Regions from separate parts of the Ovis aries genome. Here region 2 is linked to region 1. A link is a contact called in public Hi-C data. All regions are on one chromosome and are shown on one strand. Each heading gives the region's core, a stretch centred on a gene start, on an enhancer-like site or on the middle of the called end of the contact. The rest is flanking DNA. Distances are from core to core; before and after follow the strand shown.

What was found. Hi-C and Micro-C count contacts between places; a contact is called where the count stands out from the background.
Region 2: a Hi-C map of skin fibroblasts shows a contact between it and region 1, with 2.3 times the contacts expected there. The contact joins the enhancer-like site here to the promoter of LURAP1L in region 1. A contact is called at or near these places in 2 of 16 Hi-C or Micro-C datasets (mixed tissues and skin fibroblasts).

What each region holds. Positions count from the first base shown.
Region 1 is chr2:81,264,479-81,269,206 of ARS-UI_Ramb_v3.0, forward strand. LURAP1L (leucine rich adaptor protein 1 like) reads left to right here and starts at 2,697. Exons shown (of 2, transcript XM_027964558.3): 1 at 2,697-3,687. The coding sequence starts at 3,382.
Region 2 is chr2:81,334,550-81,339,734 of ARS-UI_Ramb_v3.0, forward strand. No RefSeq gene overlaps it. Among named protein-coding and RNA genes, the nearest start is that of LURAP1L, 70 kb to the left of the region's middle. Within about 2 kb of position 3,687, at least 4 of the 54 cell types and tissues checked have an H3K27ac peak or open chromatin away from gene starts, as enhancers often do.

The DNA of each region.
Region 1 (4,728 bases), core at 1,447-3,946:
GCATTCTTTTAAAACTTGTCTTCTGAGTTCAACAATGTTCCCACTTCATTAGCTACTGGATTTTTTTTAATGATAATAAATAAAAGGCTCTCTTTCTTTCTCTGTGAACATAATCCAACTAGGGAAGAAACCCAGTCTCTTAAAGTTCCCCATAGTTTAATGACCATTCTTAGACTCCTAGCTAGTTGCTCAGTAGTGTCTGACTCTTTGCAACTTCATGGATGGTAGCCTACCAGACTCCTCTGTCCATGAAATTCTTCAGGCCAGAATACCTAGTGTTTCGCCATTCCCTTCTCCAGGGGATCTTCCCTACCCAGGGATCAAACTCAGGTCTCCTGAATTGCAGGTGGATTCTTTACCATCTGAACCACCAGGGAAGTCCTAGATTCCTTAGGCATTTAAACAGACAAAGGGCAAATACAGCTCATATATAATGCAGTCAGATAAAGGATGCATATAATCAAGTAGTCTGGGTCTAGAAAATTATATTACAAATACAAATAATACAGTAATCCTAACTTTTAGGATTTTACTTTTTAATATGTTAGGCTTGGGGACACATCCTGAATTTAGGTTGTTGCTGGAAGATACAATCAATTATGGAAATAAGAGGAGGTTGGAGACGGATGAGAAAAGCAGGGGTAGGAAGTCAGCACTGCTAAGACTGAGGGCTTAGCGAAATACAGGAAAAAAAAAATTGCTCTGAAGAGTTTTTCGCTCCTATTTTTTTTCTCTTTACTCCCCATGTGCCCTCTTCTTGTTGATGACCTTACTTCCTCCTCAGCCTGCATCCTAGACCCAGTACTGCAGTTCTTGTCAACTAATCCCCCAAATCAATGTGTGATATAGGGCTAACAGCAATTAGTTAAAGCTCTAACACATTTTTTTTCATCATAGAAAAATCTTGAAAACAAAATATTCTCAAGACCCCAAAGTAAAAAAGACCCTTATTTTTGAACATTTTAGATAAGGAATGTCCTCAGATCAAACCAAATAAAGCAGTAGTGACAGCGTTCATACAATCTATTAGTAGCCTACTAAGACTACTGTGATTCTAACACGTTTTGAAAATGATCATTTTGTCATTCAAAACATCTCTATTTTAAACTAAAATGTCATAAAGCATTAATGAGAAATTTTAAAGGTATAACATAATTAAACTTTTCCTAAAAAGTTTATGTTTGTTTTATATTGCACTGGCACAAAGTATTAAATTACATATAGATCATATTTTTACTTCTGGAGATGCTTTCTCTGCAGAAATCTAAAACAGAAGAAAACCATTTTCTATTTTTTAATTACCTTTAGTATCAAACACACGTTTTATTGTCTTTGACTCACAGCAAAGAGGTGTTCCTCTTTTGTACAATTACATCGATAATAATTTAAAGATAAACTATTTTTATGGACCAAGTTCAAGTTAGATACTGTGTTTGTATGCTACTTTTCTCAACCAGTCCTATGCTGAACTTCGTAAGGGCTTTATGACAAAAAATATTAAAAAAGAAAAAAAAACCTCTTTGTTATAATTGCTACCCAATGATCTTGTGGTTTTCCAAATATAGGACAAAGCATGAAGTTTTATCAGTGAGGTGAGATTTAGTTTTTTCCCCCTTTGATTGAGTCACTTAATTTACAGCTTTTTATTTCATCTCTTTCTAAGAGAAGAAATAACCTATAATTTCTGACATGCTGACAAGAGAACTTTAGCAACTTTCTCCTCGATATGAAATATTTTACTGAGAAGGCCTATTTTCTATCCTTAGGCTTCTTGGATATGGCTCTGCTAAAAACATACTCTGAGATGTAGCTGCCCATGCTCTCATAAGTGTAAAACCTGAGTGATATTTCTGGGAAAGACCAAGAACACAAGTACTTATTTGTCCCAGAAAGAGAGGGATCCCTATTTTGAAAAATCCTAATGTAATCCCAAATAGTAGTTTAGTAGACTGAAAAACAGTACCCTCTGCTTGAAGATTCTTAACACAAATTCAATGTTAAATCAAAACCATAATCCACAGAGTTCATAATAACTTATTTGGTAGAAGTATCTCAGATCCATAGACGGCATGCTTTGGGTTTCTTTTAAATAGCTGGAAAAAAAAAAAAAAGATAAATTACCAAAGACAACTTTTTACCAGTTAGATTCAATATTCTTCCTCCATAATTAAGGTAAAAGTATACCAGCAACTTTCCCCTTTTAAAATCTACCACTCAGTAATCATATAGATTATTCTGGCTATTTAATTTTTCACATTTGCTTGTGCTGCCATAGTGTAACGTTTGATAAGACGATTAACTTTGGTTGTACACTCTCAATGAACTTTTGGTGGAATTATTACACCTTACATTAGTACAAAATTATTAGGAAAGGCTTCTCTGAAGCAAAATTTTTGCCATATAGGAAGATGAGGGATGGGGAATGATACTATAGTTAAAGACATTTTTCTGCCCCCAATATTTGTTACCAGTTCTAGACGTTGTAGTTACCCGGCAATTTTGAAAAACTGAACCTTTAAGTCTAATCAAAGTGTAGGTGCTTTCAACTAAGACAGGACTTTGAAACTACAGGGAGCAGCAGGGGTGGGAAATTTTCTGTTGCTCTTCTTGCCTATGCTTTACGGTACAAGGGTTGGCCCTGGTTTGGTCCACCTGCCAGCAGAGTTTAAAGTTTCCGAGGCTTGGAGGAACACAATGACTTGGATCTAACAGCGTAAATGGGGAGATGGGAATTTCTGCAGCATTGAGGAAGCCGTTAAACTGTTAAGCAAACTTTTTTTTTTTTTTAATGTGTCTGGGCACACGACAGACCTCTTCTCTCATGGACCAGAAATTATTTCTGATAATCCAGAATATACCAAAGCTTGAAGACATATGGCTGGGAAATGAAACAACCCTGGAGTGTGGCCACATCATTATTTTGTGTCGCAGGGTACCAGATGGGCAGTCGGTGAATGGCGCTGGGATGTGAATGGACAGTTTTATAACGTGAATTTTTCCCCCAATAGAGCTGAAACAGACATTTCCCTCTCTTGTCTTTTGGTCTCTAGCACTCGGAATTTCCCCCTCTCTGCAATATCAATTAACTCAACTTTGCAGTGGGGTGGCCAAAAAGGAAGAGGATGAAGAGGGCTTTATAATCTCGTAAGTGCTGGGCGAGTCACAGCGCCCCGGGAACTGCGGCTGCGACCCGCCGCGTCCTGTGCGGATTTCAGGACTTAAACCGCGCGCAGGCGGCTATGGAGTGGACAGTGCATTTGAACCACGGAGGATAGACACCCGGGCTCGGAAGGGGTGTGCCGATCTCCAGGCAGCCTTGGAGGCCGCTGCTGACTCTCATCGGTGGTATTTTATTACCATTTTTATCGTTCTTGAAAAGTCATGGAAGACGGCCCGCTGCCCGACCTCAGAGACATCGAGCTGAAGCTGGGACGCAAAGTGCCCGAGAGCCTAGTGCGCTCGCTCCGTGGGGAGGAGCCGGTTCCCCCGGAGAGGGACAGAGACCCCAGAGGGGGGAGCGGGGGCGGCGGCAGCGGTTGCAGCAGCAGCAGCAGCTGCTGCAGTTTCCCTCTCTCCTTGTCGTCCTCCTCTTCATCCTCCCCAACCTCTGGCTCCCCACGACCCAGCCACTCCAGTAGCACCCTGGAGAGGCTGGAAACCAAGCTTCACCTCCTCAGGCAAGAGATGGTGAGTGTGGTGCGCCGGCTGTGGGAGTGGGAACCCGGGCAGCAAGACCCGGGAGGTGGAGCAGGGGAGAGAGGGCGACTGGGGCGGCCGAGCAGAGGGCTGAGTGCGTGGGAAACACTGGTGAGAGGGGCGCGCAGCGGGCGCACATATGGATGTAGCTGCAGGAAGCTTGTTTACGGGAGACTTTGCTGAGCCGCAGTTCGCTAAGACCGGAAAGCCTGCCCTGCTCTGTGTACTTTCTGAAGCCAACTCGCTGCTACCGGCTCTGACCATTCAGCTGCCGGTCCACAGCCTCCCAGGCGTAAACCCGCCCGAGGGTCTGCAGTTACTGCAGGCATCAGGGGCCTTCTGTCTGCCGTTTACACTTTCGTTTCCAAACGTGGGTCGGTCCGTCGTGCTTACTGCAAAAACACTTCCTGGTTTGCCGAAAGGTGGCGCGGCGGGGTCCCTGCAGCCCTTCTTCCTGGCTCACTCCTCTTACACCACTGCTGCTCCCGCCCTTTGGTGCAACCCCCAAGCCACTGTGGAGCTGATTCCCCAATGCTGGTTCTGAAAACAATGGCTCAGTCGTCCTCGATGTCCTCATGAATAGCTTGTTTCACGGTTGATCCGAAAGAGCAGGTGATCCCCAGGCCCAGGGATTTGCTAATAACCACTTCCTACCCTTCCCCCTCAGTCCTCAATCTGCAATTGTTTTCTGTGCTGTTTGCAAACGTTAGCCTAAGAATAGGACAATGGGGCTAACAAGGGTCCTAGAATACTTGTTATTCCGGATGTACTTAGAGAGAGACACTTTATTTACTTGCCGTGAACTCGGGCAAATTACTTAACCTCTCTGGACCTCGGTTTATTTTTCACAATGAACTGGTTGGAGGAAGTGATTCCTTCCCAAATCCTTTTAAGATGACCACACCACAAAACCGCATTTCCCACCAGCTTGGAAATGAGGAAAGTAACAACAGGAGCCTCAGCCACTTCTACATACATCCTATCTATAGGGGCTTTGCATGGAAAAGAAGTAACCGGTAGTGTTACCCTAGC
Region 2 (5,185 bases), core at 2,437-4,936, 71 kb after region 1:
ACCTCCTTTTAATCCCAAGAGTTTACTAGAGTTTCTTAAATTTGTAAAGAGAAAAAATATGTTTACATACAAATAAAGGAAATGGTAGGAAGCTGATCTCTGTGTGATTTTATGAAAGAAAATATTACCCTATTTTAAGATTTCTGACAAAAAACATAAAATATACAACTAATCTATTCCAGGTCAACACTCACACTTTTAGAAGAAAAGCAAGAGAACTGGGAAGATGAGAAACAGTTTTATGAAAACAGATCTAATCTTTCAAGAGATCATTCATTCAACAAACTGTGCTCTAACTGAGGTGGGTGCTGTGCTGGAGGTTAAGCTAAAAAGCGAAAGGCTTAATTTGATGTTGAATATTTCAGTCACATAAGAACAATCATAAAGTATGGTAAGTGCTATAAGAATGTGGCAGAAATCACAATAATAAAAACACAAGTATTTACCTTTCTCTCCACTCCTTCTAAGGGGTATCATTTGTAAGCAAGGCCTGATTACATGGCTATTGTATCTCACCCTCAAAGCTGTGATCCATTATATTGTATAACTAAAACTAATATAATGTTGCATGTCAATTATACCTCAATAAAAAAAGAGTGAAATTTACATTTAAGTAAATGTGAAAATGTTTGTAAAAAAGGTTTACTTCTTCATGATGCATGTGTATATTTTTAAGCCAGCACAGAGAAAAAAATGTACCCCTAACACAATGGACCTGTCAATAATGAACTTGAAGATGAGTACCATTTATTAGAAATAAATTTTGCTCTTTTTAAAAAAAGAAAACTAAATGTTACTGAGATAGTACAAGTATGGCTTTCTCAAGTTAGTTTTGGATTTACTATAGCTACAGCGGGCTGCAAACATTCTCCCACAAAACAAACAGCCATTCCACAAATGGCAAAGGATTAAAAAAAATTAAATGAATGTTGTTCTTTTTTTTTTCTCACTAACCTTTCCTTAAAATAAGATTTGGCATTAATATTAAAAATAAGTGAATGAATAATTAAAAATGGTTTATCTCTGAAAAGAAACACAGCTTTAAAAAAAATAGGTTGTAGATACACAGAATGAAATACATCTATCACACACATAAAATTCAGAGGACATTTAGTTGACATATAGTCAGTAACTACAGACTTGTTACAACACACATTGTTGTTATCCCATTTTTCTACACTTTTTCTATATAACATGGATCCATTTTATACTCCCAAAATATATAAATAAAATAAGAATAATAATTTTAAAATGCTACCATTAGTATACACTAATTACTATTAGAAACCACATGAGGTATATTTATTTTATTTATTTTGTGGCATGTGTTTACAACTTAAATGTCATTGTCTCATTTTACAGATAAAGAAATTATGTGGCAAGGGAAACAATATCGATGTATAATCAAGGTCATATAGCAAGTAGGCAACAGAGCTAGAAAGGGGGATCTGTTCACTTTAGCATAAAAGCCTCCTCTGTCCATTACAATAACATTGTGCTGTCATCCAAGATATAATACTATTCTAACATTGCCTGCACCGCTAGCTGGAAGTCTTCCTCACTGACACAGATCCAGCATCTGCGTATCAAGTTCATTATTGTCATCTAAAGCAGCAGCATATCCTCTTCAATTATCCATTCTACTAGCTGCAGATTATTCATATATTATGAATTTTATATGATTCACCTTCCCCATTAGTGAGTTACTGCAGCAAGGCAGATAAAACTGACTCATAGTTCAGATGTTAAAAAGAGATGGATTTTTAAGTAACTATATGTAGAGGAAGTGTATTCTGCAATGTCAGTATTCTGAAAAACAGAAGTACTATCCCTGAATTTGTCTGTTTTGCAAATAAGAAATTCGGGGTTATAGCCTTTCTTAAACCTAGCCATCTTTAGAGATGAAACCAATTCTCAACAATATGTATCTTAAAGGAAGGTTTACTGTATGCCTAACCTGCCTTCACAGTATAAGCTGGCTTTTTACATTTAGCAATCTAGCACCCTAATCGCAGAGTTTCCATTGTGGGGCTTCATGGAAGGCAAGTTTTCTTAGCACTCTGAATATATTGCGCCACTCTCTCTGGTATGAAAAATTCCACTGAAAATCAGCTGATAGCCTTATGGAAATTCTTCTGTATGTTAACTAGTTTCTTTTCTCTTGCTGTTTAAGAGATTATCTCTTAATATTGATTTTTTTTTAACTTTCTCAATGTAATGTAGATGTAGATGTTTTGATGTAGACTTCTTTGGGTTCAGCTTATTTGGGATTCTCTGTGCTTCCTAGATCTGGATGTCTGTTTCCTTCCCAGGTTAGGAAATTATTAAACTATTATTTCTTCAAAAAAGTTCTCTGCCTGTTTTTCTCTTTCTTGACCCCTATAAAGTCAATGTTAGTACACTTGACATGGTCCCAGAGGTCTCAACCTACTCTCAGTTTTTAAAATTATTTTTTCTGTTATCTTGGGTGATTCCACTACTCTGTCTTCCAGATTACTATTTCATTCTTCTACAACATCTTCTGTTGATACATTCTACTCTGTATTTTCATTCATAGTCATTGTAACCTTCAGCTCTAATTGATTATATTTTTTAACTCTGTTAAAACTCTTACTGTGTTCATCCAACTTCTCCTAAGTTCAGTGAACATCCTTACCTCAAACTCTTTACAGGGCAGACTGCTTATCTCCATTTCACTTAGTTCTTTTTCTGGTGTTTTGTCTTATTCCTTTGTTTGGAACATATTTCTCTGTATTCTCAATTTGCCCAATTTTCCTGTTTTATTTCTATGTACTGAGCAGGTCCACTATGTGTTTTGATCTTGGAGAAGTGGCTTTATGGAATATCCTACTAGGTATAGGATCCATGAGCATGCTCCCCTCTGGTCATCAGAGCTAGATGTTTCAGGGGTACATCCAGAGTGAGCTGTATATGCTCTTCTGTTGTGACAAAGCCAATAACTAGGTATCTATAGGCGAGCGGGCCCCTGGCTCAGCAGCCTGTGAGGACCTAACTTGTGTGGCTGTTATGGGTTTGCTGGTAGGTGGAGCAGGAAACCTGGCATTGCTGGGTTTAATTCCAGACAGTGCACACCTGGGGTAGATTCAGTGGTGGGCAGGGCAGTCTACCCGAGAGGCTGGCTCTGCAGCCTAGTGGTTCATGACAGCTGCAGACCTGTTGGTAGATGGAGCATTTTACCCATGTGGCTGGCTGTGTGGCTCAGCCCTTCATGTCTACTGCAAGCCTGCTGGAGGGTGAGGCAAGCCCCTGGAACCGGCAGGCTAGACAAAGGATTCTGAAATGGTGCTTCCCAGCACTGGTGCCAGTGGTGAAAGAACAAGATCTCAGAAATGACTGCTGCCAGCGACTGCATTTCCCAGGTGAGTTCTGGCCGCCTCCTGCCTCTCTGAGGAATTCGCCAAGATCAGCACGTGGTTCTGACTCAGGCATTTTTCCAGCTGCTACATCTGCAGTTGCAGGACTCAGAGAATATGAGATTTCATGCATCCTTTCAGAATGGAGTCTCTGGCATCCCTCTGGCTCTCCTGAATGTAAGCTCTTCTGATTTCCACAGACAAACTCTCTGAGGACTTGTCTTCCTGGGCAGAACCCTATGCTTGAGAGCTCCTTGTGGGCTTCAGATCCCTCATTCTTCAGGGAGGATTCCTGTGGTTGTGATAGTCTCACTGTGTGTGAGTCACTAAATGAGAGATGTGGATCCTAACTGTATGACATCTCCATCCTTCCTATCCATCACCCTGTGGTTCCTTCTTTATATCTTTAGCTGCAGAAAATATTTCCTGTTAGTTTTCAGGTCTTTCTCATAGATAACTATCCTTGAGTGTACCCATGGGAGGTAGTGAGATCAGGGTCGTTTGACTCCACCATCTTGATTCCCCTGCCAAAACATTTTCAATTAACAAATTTCCCTAGAAGTTTAAATCAAAGAAAAGGAGTATAATTGCCTCTAAGACAGCAACATCTCTGTATTTTGATGATATGAATGCCAGAACATCATGTTTGTATTCATATCTGTTTTAAGTGTAGGTATGGAAATAATCACAGAATTTGGATTCTGCACTCCAGTCTTCTCCTGTGTTCCTTCATAAAAAGACGTAAAAACCTCCTTTATGCACAGTATGACATAATGGTAATAAAATTTAAGCTCATTGGCTGACTTCTGGCCTTGAAGACATTATGCTTAATCTGATTCACCAGAATGGAAGGAGTAGATTTAGTGTTTCTCTCAAAGATTATACATATGATTCATTTTACTCTCCCTAAACAAGACTATTCCTTTTCATTTTAAGATTTGAAAGAATCAGCCCATGTTTACAGCAAAGCTATATAGATAGCTCAAATCAAATTAATATTATTTAGCTATTGGATTTTAGCATTTACTTAATTAAAAACAGGAAAACAAATGTGTTGGTTCTTTACTTTCAAACTGTCTAAAGCTTCACCTCGAATTATGAGGTTAGAGATGTACTTTTTATTATATTGTGGCTGCTCACTTTATTTACTTTCTTACTTATTTAATAATTTTCAACACCTAGTCTGAAATGCCAGACACTCTTAAAATTAACATAATATTTGAGTAACAGCAGAAAAGAAGACAAGTATATTGTGACAATAATACCATATGAACAGCTATATGAACAGCAAACACAAGAACTGTATGATAACATAGTTAATGATATTAGGGATACCATCTAGGTGGGAAACTACCCCTGAAATGACTGTCACATGATTATGAATGGGGAATAAGGCAATTAACTCTTGTCTGCATAAGAATGGGTGATAGGGCTTGTAGGAATGACATTAAGCAGGATAATGTTAATTTTAGTGAAATGAGAGGCATTCAATATGTTTAGGTCTCACAATGAGGTACAAATGATGCAAAATAAGGTTACAGAGTTTGACTGGGACAAGATTATGAAAAGCCTATAGCTTAGCGAGAGTTCATAAGCACCAAAGATTTGAAATGGAGAAATTATAATAAAACAGTAAAACAATTTTAGAATATTATTGTCCATATAATTTTCAGATTGGCTTATGTAATGAAGACAGAGGATTCATGCAATCTTTAGCCAAAAATACCACTGCTAACAGGTTAGGGGCAATATTAAAAAGAGTGGGTCTTCCCAGGTAGCACAGTGGTAAAGAATCAGCTTGCCAATCTAGG